5 separate regions of the Mus musculus genome follow, and all the other regions are linked to region 1. The links are chromatin contacts, called in public Hi-C, HiChIP or PLAC-seq and promoter capture Hi-C maps. All regions are on one chromosome and are shown on one strand. The core of a region is the stretch at or near the end of the contact, and the rest is flanking DNA. Distances in the headings are between cores, read along the strand shown. Region 1 holds the start of Srrm4 (serine/arginine repetitive matrix 4). Region 2 overlaps Gm42011 (a long non-coding RNA gene). Region 3 has its middle 6.4 kb from the start of Gm42011. Region 4 holds the start of Ccdc60 (coiled-coil domain containing 60). Region 5 holds the start of B230112J18Rik (RIKEN cDNA B230112J18 gene).

What was found. Hi-C and Micro-C count contacts between places; a contact is called where the count stands out from the background. HiChIP or PLAC-seq counts read pairs in DNA pulled down with a chosen protein or histone mark. Capture Hi-C pulls out chosen DNA fragments and counts their contacts.
Region 2: an H3K4me3 HiChIP or PLAC-seq map of forebrain shows a contact between it and region 1, with 5 times the contacts expected there. The contact joins the enhancer-like site here to the promoter of Srrm4 in region 1. A contact is called at or near these places in 1 of 39 promoter capture datasets (embryonic stem cells), 2 of 484 Hi-C or Micro-C datasets (cerebral cortex and cortical neurons), 6 of 115 datasets of contacts at active chromatin or transcription factors (astrocytes, embryonic forebrain, embryonic hindbrain and 3 more) and 1 of 9 other capture datasets (embryonic stem cells).
Region 3: a Hi-C map of cerebral cortex shows a contact between it and region 1, with 2.5 times the contacts expected there. The contact joins the enhancer-like site here to the promoter of Srrm4 in region 1. A contact is called at or near these places in 7 of 39 promoter capture datasets (cranial neural crest, embryonic stem cells, hippocampal neurons and 2 more), 7 of 484 Hi-C or Micro-C datasets (the AtT-20 cell line, the N1E-115 cell line, brain and 3 more) and 10 of 115 datasets of contacts at active chromatin or transcription factors (VIP interneurons, astrocytes, embryonic basal ganglia and 7 more).
Region 4: a contact with region 1 is called in a promoter capture Hi-C map of liver. The contact joins the promoter of Ccdc60 here to the promoter of Srrm4 in region 1. A contact is called at or near these places in 12 of 39 promoter capture datasets (the 3T3-L1 cell line, the C10 cell line, embryonic stem cells and 4 more), 4 of 484 Hi-C or Micro-C datasets (the N1E-115 cell line, embryonic stem cells and olfactory sensory neurons), 7 of 115 datasets of contacts at active chromatin or transcription factors (embryonic basal ganglia, embryonic forebrain, embryonic hindbrain and 4 more) and 2 of 9 other capture datasets (adipose tissue and liver).
Region 5: an H3K4me3 HiChIP or PLAC-seq map of embryonic forebrain shows a contact between it and region 1, with 2.5 times the contacts expected there. The contact joins the promoter of B230112J18Rik here to the promoter of Srrm4 in region 1. A contact is called at or near these places in 2 of 39 promoter capture datasets (embryonic stem cells and hippocampal neurons), 2 of 484 Hi-C or Micro-C datasets (the N1E-115 cell line and cortical neurons), 3 of 115 datasets of contacts at active chromatin or transcription factors (embryonic forebrain, forebrain and neural tube) and 1 of 9 other capture datasets (adipose tissue).

Annotation. Positions count from the first base shown.
Region 1 is chr5:116,590,481-116,593,235 of GRCm38.p6, forward strand. Srrm4 (serine/arginine repetitive matrix 4) reads right to left here and starts at 1,337. Exons shown (of 13, transcript NM_026886.3): 1 at 854-1,337. The coding sequence starts at 984.
Region 2 is chr5:117,086,502-117,089,256 of GRCm38.p6, forward strand. It overlaps Gm42011 (a long non-coding RNA gene), which reads left to right. Exons shown (of 3, transcript XR_878715.2): 2 at 349-468; 3 at 922-1,027. Among named protein-coding and RNA genes, the nearest start is that of Gm42011, 12 kb to the left of the region's middle. Within about 2 kb of position 1,375, at least 18 of the 459 cell types and tissues checked have an H3K27ac peak or open chromatin away from gene starts, as enhancers often do. A contact at or near this core is called in cerebral cortex and forebrain, where this site is marked.
Region 3 is chr5:117,068,211-117,070,965 of GRCm38.p6, forward strand. No RefSeq gene overlaps it. Among named protein-coding and RNA genes, the nearest start is that of Gm42011, 6.4 kb to the right of the region's middle. Within about 2 kb of position 1,486, at least 30 of the 459 cell types and tissues checked have an H3K27ac peak or open chromatin away from gene starts, as enhancers often do. A contact at or near this core is called in the AtT-20 cell line, the N1E-115 cell line, cerebellar granule neurons and 1 more, where this site is marked.
Region 4 is chr5:116,287,645-116,290,399 of GRCm38.p6, forward strand. Ccdc60 (coiled-coil domain containing 60) reads right to left here and starts at 1,341. Exons shown (of 14, transcript NM_177759.3): 1 at 803-1,341. The coding sequence starts at 892.
Region 5 is chr5:116,310,958-116,313,712 of GRCm38.p6, forward strand. It overlaps B230112J18Rik (RIKEN cDNA B230112J18 gene), which reads left to right and starts at 1,403. Exons shown (of 3, transcript NR_110475.1): 1 at 1,403-1,511.

The sequences.
Region 1 (2,755 bases), core at 87-2,586:
GCACAGCCCTCTCAAAGACTTCTGAATCTAACGATCTAGGAAAATATTGGGTATTTCTCTGCTGTGGAAGGCTCTGTGCCCCCTCAACCCCCTCTTGTCTTCTTTTTCTCCTGCCTTTGTATTTCTTCCCATCCTCTCCCCTCCTGTCTTTTTTTTTAACTACTGCTCCAGCACCCCAACTCATTCCAAAGTTCAAAGCCACCAGATCCTTAAAAAATAAAATAAAGTAAAACTTTCAGTATTATCTTCATGCTGACTTTGAGCTTTAGAGTTTTGGTTTTGGGTGCTGAAAAAGAAAGAATTCAACACGAGCAGCAGCTTAGGCTAAGACACGGAGGAGGGTGCTGCTTGGAGCGAGCGTATCTGAGGGAATAGCATATGGGCTTTTGTTGAAATGTTCAGAGACCCGCTAGTTTCTGGGCCAAGGGTTAGAATGCTTGTATTGAACACTGGCTGAGCTGAGTTCATGTCTTGTACAGCATCCCCTGACACCTCAAATCCACCACTGCTTTGCTCCCCTGACCTATGCACTTGGCGATAGCTCGAAAAGTTTTCAGTCAAGTACGTACCCCGAGCCACACCGCCCACCCTAAGAAAGCAAGGGGGTTTGCATAGGAGGTGCGGAGTCTGTAGGAGTGTTGTTCCCCGTCAAAAAATTCCTGTCCCTTTTCAACAGCCTCTCCCTTACACAAGCGATAATTTCTCATGTTCCGGCGTGAGATACCGGGTACGACGGGCTTAGTCCAGACACCCTGTTCCAGTTGCCTGCGTCCACCCGTCAAGATTCTGGGGCACAGGCAAGAAAAGGGGGGGGGACCTCCCAGTGTCCCTAACTCATGAACGAGGTCATTACCTTGGCATCGGCTTGCGGGCTGTGATACTGGCGACGATGATGCTCTCGGGACGCGGAGTGGCCACTGCTTTGAAGGTCCCTTTCCAGAACTTCTCAAACAGCTGTTTCTCGCCCTGCTGCAGGCTAGCCATCCTGAAAGCCCAAGGAGCCCGGGAGCCTGGGGCGCTGTCCGAAGTGCTGAAACGTGGATTACAAACCCGATGACACGCCCTGGGCTCCGGGGCGCTGTCCGCGTGAAACCCCCAAGGGGTGGGGTGGGGAGAGATCGGAGTTCAGGGCGGGGGATGGGATAGAACGGGACGTCTCGGGTTAGGCAGGCAGCGGAGAAAGAAGGTGGTTCCCCGGCTGGGTTCACCTCTTGGCTTGGCTCTGAGCTGCGCTGGGAGCAGGCTGAGCTCCGTGTCTTCGGCGAAGCAAAGCTAGCCGGCTTTCTCTACCGCGCAGAGAACAGAGAGGAGGCGACCGGGGCGTCTGCCGTGCGTGCGCGTGTGAGCTCCGGCGCGCCCGGGTTTTGTCTCTTGCACAATGTGACGTTGGAAGGGGAGGCTGGTCGCGCGAGCTGTACTTTCCTCCCTCCCCTTCTCCGTCTCCTCCTTCCCCAGCAACCCCTCCTTCTCTGGCTCAGCCTCCCGCCGCCATCTGCATAACAAAAGCCCGCAGGTCTGAGGAGGAGAAAGGGAGGGGCGAGCGCTTGTCTCTAAGGCCCCGTGGCCACAGAGTTGCGACTCTGACCCCTCTGAGAAGCGACCCCAACACCTCAAACAGAATCAAAAAGGAGATTCTTTCTCTTAGCCCTCACCCTTCCTCCATCGTCGCAGGCCTTCCCCTCAACCCTTACATGCGCACTCCCGGGCCTGGGCCACCTCCCTATCCTTTTGCAAGACTTGGGGAGCATCTTCCATTGAGGGAGCTACTAAAAAATGCCCCACCTATCCACCCACGCCAACCTGCCTTCACCCACCCCACTTCTGGGATGGACTGCCGAGGTCTGCAAAGTGTGTGTGTGTGGGTGCCCCTATGATTTTCTTTACGCCTGGGGGGCTCTTCCACCCCCCCACCCCGAAAATGCCATTTGACGGACAATCCGTCACCAGCGCGGTTTCTCGCCATCTGTCGAGCCGGCCCCCACCCGCAGAGGGGCGCAGCGTCACATCTGTGCTTGCGGCGCTATAAAGGATATCTCTTTTGTGCCTCGCAGCCGGCCTGCTTCGCGTCCCCGCTGCCAAAGCCCTCCAAAAGAACACCCCTCCCCCACCCCCCTGAGAACCCGCAGCCTGGGTGTGAAACAACAGTCCGATTTGGCAAAGAAAGACTGAGGGGGGAAGGGGGGGGAGGGCTTCCGAGGATTACAAGTAACTTTTTGGTCTTTCCATCTTCTTCCTCCCCCCTACTCTCCCAGTCCCAGCAGAGACTCAGAATCTCAAACTCCAGATGCGCAGGCAGTAGACAACAATGTCTCCCCGTTTTGCCGTAAGGGTCTTCTTAGGGAAGATATCTTAGTGAGATTTCCCCAGCCCATTTCTCCTCTGGAGCCTTTTAATACTTGGGAGTTTCACCTACCGCCAGGGTTTAAAAGTGAAACTCCTACAAGGAGCTTCTGCTAAGTCTTACAAACCTCCAAGCACTGACACCGGGTTCCACCCTGAAGGCAGAAAAAATTCTCTAATTTTTGTTGACCTAGTAGCAGTGGGGAGCGAAGACACCCCCACCCCCACCCCCAACATCAGTGCGAACTTTGTAAGTAAGTCCTTTGTAAGAGAATAGGAGGTACACGGAGGGGGGAGCAGAGTAGGGGAGAGGAGGACAGGATGGGGCAAGAGAAGCCGGGACACAGGAACAAGGAGTGAGCGTTGGCCTGGAAGAGGCTACAGGAGGAGTTTGTGTGTGATGGCTGTGTGTGAT
Region 2 (2,755 bases), core at 125-2,624, 500 kb after region 1:
AGTGTGCTGTTCAGGGCGAGCCTGGATTGGGGCGCATGCGCTGTAAGGCAGATTTGGCTTACACTTTTAAGGGAAACCTGCCCATTGAGCACCTTCTATTAGGTGAGCGCCTGGTGAAAAGCATGGCGCTTTTCACTTTTCACATTCGAATTCACAGCAGTTTTCTGTTGCTGCGATGAAACACATAAGCCAAAAGCAGCTTGAGGGGAAAGGGCTTCAGTTGGCTTACACAGTGTGATCACACACGGTCTGTCACTGAGGGAAGTCAAGGCAGGAACTGCAGTAAAGGCCATGGGAGATCGAGGCCTACTGGACACGGGTTTGCTCAGTCTTTCTTTTACCACCCAGGCCCACCTGCCCAGGGATGGCAACACCCACAGGGAGCTGGGCCCTCGTCGATCATTAATCCAGAAAACACCCCACAGACGGACGTGCCCAGAGACCAGCCTGACAGAGACATCTTCTCAGGTGATGTTTCTCTTCCCCAGATGACCCCGGCTTGTGTCGAGGTGACGTGAAACCCTAAGCAGCACCGTGAGGATGGGTGTGCACAGAGAAGAAAGGCTTACAGAAGCCAAACCTGTCAGTCAAAGGAGGAAAACACGAGCAGAACACAGGTGATAGATATGCCATCGCATACAGGGGCTTGCTAACCAGTGGCCGCTTCTGCCTGTGGCGTCCTGCTACATTGCTGAGTCCTGGGGACCCACAACACTGCTTTAAGCAGGCTTTGTCACCTACCCACTTTAACCCCTTGTCTACCTGGAGCGTTGGGAGAGGTTGCAGATAGATCAGGTCACTGCCGCCCTAGTGAGAAACAGATGACCCTTCCTGAGTCTCCTCTGAGAAACCAAGGAGTAAACCTTCCGGCTTGTAGTTATGCCCTTCTCTAGGAGTAAGGTGGCATTTGTTATTTTATAGGTTGGTATCTTTCGGAGGATCCCGCAACTCGAAGACAGAAAGGGGTTGAGATCTGACACCTGTGCCGTCTTTTTTCTTGCCCAGCGAGCTTCTTAAATAAACACATTTACATGGTCTTAGTAACCAGTTACTAGAAGGGGGGGGGGGAACCCTCTCTTCTGGACAGCATCCTAAAGCAGTTGCATTCCCGATGGCAATGATGTGTTCAGAGTGAGCGGTCCCTCGAGGCGTTTTCATTCCATCCAGCCCATGCTCAAAGAGCAGAAAGGTGCTTATCACCCTCGGCAATCCTGGAGCCTGGCTGGAGTCTAACACGGAGAGCAGGGGCTTCCCCGCTTCTGCCCCAAGACCGGCAGCCTATGCAGGGCACTGGGTGGAACTGAACAGAGTCTGAAGCAAGGCAGTAAGAACGGCTAAGTCCTTCCATTCTCCTGCAAGTGTCGCCACAGGAGGGCGGGCAAAGCAATCGGAGGCGATGACATCAGGGAGTATCAGGATGCCTGGCTCTCTGCACGGTTTTAGAAACCAGCTTCGTGATTCCTGGCCACCTCTTTCCTCCATGGAGATGATAAGGGCGGCAGAAAGAGGGTGGACCTGGCAACATTCCCCTCCAATGGCTCTCGTGTTGCCTGTTGCATAGAGTGTGACCTGAGAAGAATGGTGACTTCGCCATTCCTGCCTTCTCAGACTGTCTTCCTGAGGGGTGCTTCACGTGATCGATCAGGGAGCCTAGCCAGCAGGACTGTGACCTGAGCAAATGAGTGTCCCCCACTTGCTGCATTTGCTCTCAATATTGGTGTATCAGAGGTGAAAGCAGATTCAGAGCTCAGCTTGCCGGCTGGAGAGATGGCTCAGAGGGGAAAGTGCTTCCTGCAAAGCCAGAGCGTGAGGAGCCGACTCCCAGCACCTATGCAAAAAGCTGAGCGTAATCCCAGCACCGAGGGGACTGGGACAGGGGGTGGAGGGGGGGGGGAACAGGATCCCTGGAACCCGCTGGACAGCCAGTTTAGCCAAATCAGTGGGCTTCCAGGGTTTCGCTAGAGACTGGCAAAAATAAGGTAGGGGAGCCCACTGAGGAACACACCCAATGCTAGCCTCTGGCCTCCACACACGTGCATGTGTGCCCACATGGTTATCCATATGCAAGTATGCTCGTGTGCAATTGCATGTATGTGCGTGTGTGTGTGTGGGCATGCACACACACACACACACACACACACACACACCAACTAGCACTGGAAAGGGGGCCACTCCAGTCTCCATCTTCCAAACACCCAAGGGAAGAATACAATGAAGTATACAATCAACAGAAAAAACAATACTGGCTCCCCAAACACTGGAGCAATAAAGAACAAAATTCAGAGTAATTATTGGCTAAAACCTCACAGAGAGAGAAAGATCTCAGCTTGTCTCTGAAGACTGAAGAAGCCGAGATGCTCGTAAATTTTACTGGGAGCTTACACTGTGCACGAGAATACAGTAAAACCACATAGCTGGACTTACAGTAACAGAGCGAGGTCCACAGCTTCCTGCTTCTCTAGGAGGCTATTTAGATCCTTGGGTTTTGCTGCTGTTGAATCCCAGTTTAATTCCAGAAAGTTCACCTCCCCGACTTAAAAAAAAAAAAAAAGGCACACAAAACTTACCACCGCAAGAACAGAACTGCCTGCCTCAATCCTAGAACTCTCCATGTAAATAAATGGCTCTTTCAAAGTAACATTGATAGGATTTGCCACTGGGGGAGAGGGGGAAATGTCAGGGAGAGTAAGGAAGATAGTTAGTTCTGCCTTCTTTCACACTCTTAGAGAGCTCACACTACTATAGGAAATGTGTA
Region 3 (2,755 bases), core at 236-2,735, 480 kb after region 1:
TACTCATGCACATAAAATAAAAATTAATAACCTACTTTTAAAATGGGGTTAAAGACGCTTAACGGTCTTCCAGAGGATTAGAGTTCTGTTCCTAGTACCCAATCGGGAGGCTCACAACCGCTTGCAACTCCAGCTCCAGAAGATCTATCGCCCTCTTCTGGCCTCTGCCGGTACTGCAGTCAAATGGCCACTGTGTGGTACGGGACCATATTTATAAGTTGAATCTCAGTCTCTCCCAGAAACATCCTGAGGGAGGGGAGCGGAGGGGGATGGGGCTCACTGGGCAGCCAGTCCAGCAGAAACAGCAAGAGACCCTATCTCAAAATGCGATGGAAAGTCATGGAGAGGTCGCCCGATGTTAACCTCCATCCAACCTTCACATGTTCACCCATGGATGCACACACACATACATAGCACTCACAAACCCATGAAAATTAAAAGGGGCCAGTAAGGAAGAGGAGGGGGATCATCAGGCACGGGAAGAGAAAAAAAAGATAGTAATACGCTATAAATACGTGACAGATGAACTATTACCAGGAACCCCGCTATTATTTACAGTTAATTTGTGCTAATTAAAACTTTTTTTTTTAAGAAAAATGCACCCGATCCATTCATCTGCAAACGGGTATGAAAGTTAATCTCATGCCAGGCTCAGTGTCTCAGATCGGTCCTAAGACACAGCTGCCACCACAGAGGATGCTGGATCTCAGCTGCTAACCCCATGCGCAGCTGCTAACCCCATGCGTGCGACCTTGAATGAGTTCAGTGACCTCCGGGCTTCAGCTTGTCATCTGCAAAAGCAAATAGCTAGGTTGCTTGACTGGCAGTGGCTCTCCCATGCTGTAATTAATTTGATGACTTCCCTCCTGTGAACTGGTGTGTGTGTGTGTGTGTGTGTGTGTGTGTGTGTGTGTGTGTGTGTGTGTGTGGCTTACCCCTCACTTGGGGAAAACCTAACAAAAATGAAAGAGGCATGAAATCAAACACTCAGAGATGCTGATAGCCAGACACCCAGGAGAGGTGACTACACGGAGGAGAAAGCTTTGGGAGGGGGAAGTGAGGCTAGATCCCTCGCTGAGGAAATGTGCCTCCGCTTCCAGTCTCCACAACAGCCACTCAGCCACGTCTGTAAGTCTGGTACAAATCATCACTGATGATCTTTGCAGATTGCCAGCTAAAATTAGTAGCGGATGTGCAGCTGACTTCGGAGTGACTACAGGGCTGGGGGGGGGGGGGGTGGCGGGGGAGGGGTTGCCCGTCGCTGATTTCTCGGGACCGCGGGTTTGCAAGGAACACTTGTCAGGTGCTTAAAATGTTTAGTGACCCTTAAAAGACAATATTGCAGCTCAGCCCAAGTGAGTATGTCTTCTCTGACAATCCCTTCTTCTTTTCCCAAAGTGATGAATGCAGTCGGAGGTAAGACAGTGACAGCCCTTAGGGGCGTTGGGCAGGTTGCCTACTGCACTGTGATAGGTGTTGCCACGCACGCTGGGTCTCTGTAGAAAGCCTAGGTGGGTGGCGCCCCCTAGAGTTCATCACTGCTCAGCGCGCCCAGCACTGAAGTCCATTCTTCTGAGACCAAAACCTAAAGTTAAAAGGTCTCCAATGACACAAACCGTACAGCCAACAGAGGATTCTTTCAGGAAACGGTGGAAACAGCCGGTGCTGTGTATCCCAGAGGGTCACCTGGTTTCCAGTTGTCTTGCTTAGTTTTTTTCATCAACTTGACACAAGCTAAAGTTATCCTCAATTGAGAAAACGCCTCCATCAGATTGGCATGTAGGCGAGCCTGAGGGTGAGCATTTTCTTAATTAATGATTGATGGGGGAGGGGTCAGACCGTTATGGGCGGTGCTACCCCTGGCCAGGTGGTCCGAGGGGTGTATAAGAAAGCCGGCTGAGCAAGCCCTGTGCCTCTGTTTCAGCTCCTCATCTTGGCTTCCCACAGTGGGCTGTGACCCTGGGTGTGTAAGCCAAATGAACCGTCTCCTCTCCAGGTTGCTTCTGGTCATGGTGTTTTACCATAGCACCAGAAAGCCTAACAAAGACGCAAGTTTGTGTGATTCATCATCTGTAGGTGTCCTCAAACTGCATGGTGAGCCAAAATTACCTAGAAGGGCTGGTTTCCAAGACTGACTCTCAACCAATTCTCAATGGGAATTGGTCAGTGAACACACACACACACACACACACACACACACACCTATTACAAGATGGAGACAGGAAATTAAAATACATCAGCTGCTTTGAGAAAATGAAAGTAATAGACCTTTTTTACATTGATAATTTTTACATTGACTACGCATGAGGAGGATAATAGTTCAGGTGTTTGGGTTACAGAAAATGCGCTAAGTTAATCTCATCTAGAAAGCATAAAGAAAACATGGACCATGTCCATTATCCAATTTGATTTGGCTGTAAAGAAGAATGCACCTGCACCGTTTACAGGAAACTGGATGGAACTGGATGGAACTGGACGTCATCGTGTTAGGGAAGATAAATATCACGTTTCCTTTCACATGCAGAATCTAAATTGAATGCCTGCTCAGGTGTGCCTGCATGTGGTGTGTGCACATGTGTGCATGTGTGTGCATGTCTGTTTGTGTGTATCTGTGTAGGGGTGTGTGTGCATGTGTGTGCATGCTTGTGTTTGCACATTTGTGCACGTGTGTGTGTGTGTGTGACAGGAGAACAAAGAAGGGATTGTTTGTGGGAGGAATGAGACTAGCAGATTGGAGTGCAGGTATGATGTGTAT
Region 4 (2,755 bases), core at 91-2,590, 300 kb before region 1:
CAAGACTCCTAAACACAGTATAAACAAAACAAAATTGTAAACGAAAAAGAGCCTGGGGACATATTGGGCCATGTATAAACTGGAGGGCTTTAAATCCTCCCTCCACAAGCTGTAGGTGGAGCAGCTGCCATCCCCACCCTCCCTCCCTTGGCTAACTGTGGTGGAGTTAGACTTTGAAGACATCAAAGTTAAATGTACTTAAAACATCATCTACCCAGTTATAACATTTGCATCTAGAAACCCCCGGACCCAAGTCGTACCAAGGACGCAATCACATACACGTAGACGGACCATCTCTATACTCGAGTCTCTTACTATTATTTTGGCCCATCCCGGTCTTATCACGGAGAAAGAAAGGCTGGGGTGGGGGGGTGGGGGGGTGTGTGGAGAAACTTGCCTGACAGCGACAGCCAGCCCAACCTGGACCCCGTCCCCACCCCTCAGAACGTGACACCCTTGCAACCAACCTCTCCACAGAGTGATAGGAAAGGCTTGTCTCTCCACCCCAGTGGATCTCTGGAACTAAGTTCTGTGATACCAGTCTACAATTCATCTTCATTTTTCCCCTACTTTCTACAGTGTCTCGCATCAATTTAGTCCATCAGTTTGGAATTACTGCCTAATGGATAGCTCGCAGCTCTGATCCGTGTTTTCATTCACCGTGAGAAGCCAGCCATCGAGAGCAACAGGGATGTCTGGACAAGTTCATCATACCTAGGCCCTCGTCCAGCCCCGCCCCCCTCCCGTTGGGCGGGCCTGAACCTAATCCATTGCTCTTGTTAACAGAGAGACAGTGACTTACCTGAGTCAGTTGATCTGCGCTGGAAAAGAGCCAAAGGGCCTTCTTGCTGGTGATTTTTTGTAACTTTTTGGTGGCTGGCACTTTGGTCATCTTGAAAAAAAAATACAAAAAACCACCACCACTAACAACAACAAAACAACCTTCAGCCTTTAAGCCCGTGCCTCCAGTGAAAAACTTGTTGCTTTTTCAGATTCTTGACTTCGCAACACTCACTGGTGTGAAACGGTCCAGAAAGTTCTCCCAGGCCCCCAAGTCCCAAGTCCAGAGACTGCGAAGAGATTTCTTGTTGCAAAGCGGAGCATCTGGGTAAGGAAGCCTTTGCTAGGCCCGAGCAGGCAAACCTGAGACTGTTTAACTTGCACAAAGTCGGTTTTATACGTTTTCTCTCTTTTAAGGGAGAAGATATTTTTCTCCTATAAGCAAAATAAAATGTAAACTGAAAAAAGTAAAAATAAAACTCTATAGACAAAAGCCCCACCCTCGGCCAGCGAGACGAGGGAGTAAGGCGGGCCCCACCATGGGGCTCGGCCTTGGGGCTTAAAACTGCCAAGTAGGGCACGCTCGGTTACCTGGCAACCGGACGCCAAGGCGCGCAGACGCTTCCTCCTCGGCCAGGATTGGTGGAGACCTGGACCGGAATTCTTCTGGGTTGCTGGAAAGGGGCTCTGAGCTGGTGGCTGGCCAGGGAGCCACATTGTCCAAACTCTTTCGGGGTCGGGGTTGAGGAGGTATTTAAATTTCTCTGCTCAGTCCCGAGGACTCCAGTCTTCTCTCTACTCGCCTATAAGGTTTCTTCCCTTCAAAGTCGGTTTCACCTGTTGCTGATTGCCACGAGGCTTTCCTCAGGCTTTATATTAAACCCCTCGCAAGTGTGTGCCTTCAGCTCTGCAATTATCAGCTCCAGGTGCCTATTCTTCCCATCTGAAAAAACTCCTACAGAACCTTCAAAGCCCACATTACAGATACAGCTTCATGCACACGCCCATTTATATGTATTTACGAGTATTAGTATACGTGCGTCGGTATGACATTTATCGAGAGCCTACAATATACAGCGTGCTGTTTGTGTATTTCACAGCACAACATCTCTGAACTGCCTGACATCCCAGCCCCAGACAGACTGATTGTAAACCCCAAGGTTTTACCCACTGAAGTAAGAAACCTAACTTTGTGAGTTTGGGGCTACCAGGTCTTTAAAATGGGGGCTGCAGGATTACCAATGGTTGCTAAGAATTAAAGAAATAACACATGTCGGTAGCCCAGGTGGAGAGGTGCCTGCCGGCAGGTACTGACTCTGGCAAGAATCGGGCGTTCTCCCAGCTCTGGGCTCACAGAGGAGCAGATGTTAACGCTGACTAATATTTATTGATCACTTGCTCTGTGCCAGCCTGCAGCAATTTAACCCATATATTTTGATTCATTTGCCTTCCCCTTGGGTGTATTTTATTCCGTCTCAATCCATTTGTGTTTCTTCCCCAAACCTTGAGCAGTGAGGGTTACGGTCCCACCCAGGCTCCATCTTTCTTAGTGACCCCTCCCACCGCAGGATGGCTTTCGCTCTCTCAGCACTGAAACGGCCCCCCTCCGACTGTTATTTTGTTTCCATTGTCTGCAGACTGACTCTGACCCTCCTCTCCACAGGAAGTCTGGGTCTGCCTGCTTTCCTCCATGGGTAGCATTCGTCAACTACCGGGAGTGGTTTTCTGAAGGCTGCAGATAAACAAAGCCCTGTTTAGAGGATTGGGCCGGGCCTGAGAAAGCTGGGCAGGGTAGGAACTGCTCAGGCTGGGAGAGCAGGAGAACAGGTTCTAGGGCATTGTGGGTCTGGGGTTGGACGGAGCCAGCTAGCTCTGCATGATCTGGAGGAACAGGAGGACGGTTTGTGCTCAGCTTGAGAAAATCTACACACAAGCATAACGTCGTTGTTTACTAGCGATTGGGCTAGTGTCCTGG
Region 5 (2,755 bases), core at 153-2,652, 280 kb before region 1:
CTGTCCAGGGGTCGGACATTCATAGTGTGCTGGGCTCTCCCACGTCAATCATCAACCAAGAGAATGCCCAACATACTTAATCGGACAGAGGCATACCGTTTCCTCTTCTCAGATGGTCCTAGCCTGTGTCAAACTGACAAAATAACAATTCCCCTTTTAACTGGATTCCCTCTTTGAAGGGTTCTAGGTTATCTTTTAGGTAAGGTCACACTCTGAGTTACAATGACCATACAGATTCTAAGAGATGGTTTTCGGGTAGCCTCTGGAAGGCTGTGGTGTGCCCTACAAACCTTACTCCAGAGGAACACTGTCTTGGTTACTTTTCTGCTGCTGTGACAAGCACGCGTCAAAAGTGACTCAAGGATGAGTTTATTTTCATTCACAGTTTGAGGGTTTCGTGGACCATGGCAGGGAGGGCCTGGTCACAGTTTGAGGGTTTCACGCAATACACCAAGGAGGGTGTAGTCACAGTTTAAGGGTTTCATGGACCACACCAGGGAGGGCGTGGTCGGTTTAAGGAGTTCAAGGACCATGGCAGGGAGGGCGTGGTCACAATTTTAGGGGCTTATGGACCTCAGCAGGGGAGGCCTCCAGCTCATAATCCTCCTGCCTCAGCCTTCTAAGTACTAGGATTAAGTTTTGTATTGTCCTGCGCGGCTGGAAGGCACAATTTTCTCTTTCAGCGTCTCTCTTCTCCAGGTACAGAACCCTGTTTTTCCTTTTAAGATATTTACCCCATGGCAGCCTCAGTCCCCATGGTACAGGTAGGACTCGCTTCATCTCTCACTCGCTCCCGCCACCGCACATGATTTCACATATGACTTCTGTCCAGTTAATGGGTACATTTCATCCATTCTTCACAGTGATTGGTCTAGGTGTTGACACGTGACCAATGCTGAGCCAATGAGACTGTAGGAACTTGTAAGTTGGAAGCTTGGTGCTCTGAGGACTACTGTTGCAAAACAAAACAAAATAAAAACCAGGTGAGAGGCACCAGGGGAAACTGATGCTTGCTAGGATAATTATTCTCCTCTGTGTGGAGCAGATCTTGAAGTTCACATCAACAGCAGCCCTTCCACTTACAATATACTTCTTTTTGGTGTAATGTCATTGTGAAGGGTGGGTGTTTTGCATCCTAACGTGTTCTAATTAATCAATGCGACCCCCACTCCCAAACCCCTGCCTCAGTAGCTCCCCAGTAGTTCCAGGAAGCCCCCAGTAGGAAAACTTCACTAGGAGTGGAGAATTTCTTTCAGGTTTCCTTCCTGGTTTCCAAAAGAGTCCGATTTGAAGCCTCAGTGGAGAGGTTTATAATTGGTCTGTGTGAGCAAGGGGGCCGGCTGGTGAATGTGTGCCAACAAATAACTCAAGCAGGCAAAACGCCTGGGGACTCAATAATGATGTGGAAAGGCCTAAGATTTCTGTAAAAGCAGGGGTCAGTGAATTAAAATTCTCCCAGGAGCGAAGGGCCTCTGAATGCTTATTTCTGATAATCTTATTTATGTCCCGGGGTAAGTAAATCTATCTTTTGTTTGGTATTGTTCAATTCGCAGCGCTGTTTGTAATTAAAGGGGCGGGGAGTGGGGAGATGAATGAGTTCCTTAATTGGTTCTGTTCTGTGTGACTCCAAGTCAGAAGAAAAGGGCCCGGGGAGGGTAGCCTGCTCTGCCATGGGCAGCCGAGGATCAAGTGGCGAAAGGAAGGAAATACGTCGTCATTAGTGTGATCAATGGGCACAAGTGGGGCCTCCCAGGCTGAGTGAGGTCTTCCTGGAACACGGTATTAAAAAAAAGAAAAAAAAAAAAAAAAAAAAAAAAAAGAAGGCAAAAACCAGAGTAAATGTCTGGTTTCAGAATCACCCCGTCAAGGAGGAAAGATCACTCACTCACAGTGTTCCTCCAACCGTGGTTTCGGGAGTTGGGGAGATGATCAAGCAAAGCAAAAAGGTAAGGCTGCAGCTGGCTATATAACCCTCACTTTTGAGGACAGATTATAGAAAGAGGTCCGTGTATACAAATGAAAACAACAGAAGCTAGCTCACACAAAGAACTTCCTCTAGGACTGGATTGCACTGAGGGCAATCACACAGGAGTGCTTTTTTTTTTTTTAACATTATTTATTTTTGTTTATATGAATACAGTGTAGCTATCTTCAGACACACCAGAAGAGGGCATCAAATCCCATGACAGATGGTTGTGAGCCACCATGTGGTTGCTGGGAATTGAACTCAGGACTTTTGGAAGAGCAGTTCATGCTCTTAACCTCTGAGCCATCTCTCTGGTCCCACAGGAGGGTTTTTAAAAAAGATTTATTTATTTATTTATTTATTTATTTATTTATTTATTTATTTATGGGTTGTGAGTGCAGAATGCTAATGGAAGCTAGAAGAGGGCGTCAGGTCCCTCTGAACTGCAGTACAGGCTATATGTAACCTGCTTGCCATGGGTGCTGGGAACTGAATTCGGGTCTTTCGGAAGGTCAGGAAGGGCTCTTCATTGGCCTTTCCATGGCCTCTGCATCAGCTCCTGCCTCCAGGTTCCTGCCCTGTTAGAGTTCCTGTCCTGACTTCTTCAGGGAACACTGCTGTGGAAGTGTAAGCCAAATAAACCCTTTCCTCCCCAACTTGCTTTTTGGTCACGGTGTTTTACTGCAGCAATAGAAACCCTGACTGAGACACCCCTTCGCCCCATTCCCACCAGGTCACTGGTTATGAATGCCTTTTAGCCCCAGGTCTGATGCAGTCAGTGTCCAAGAA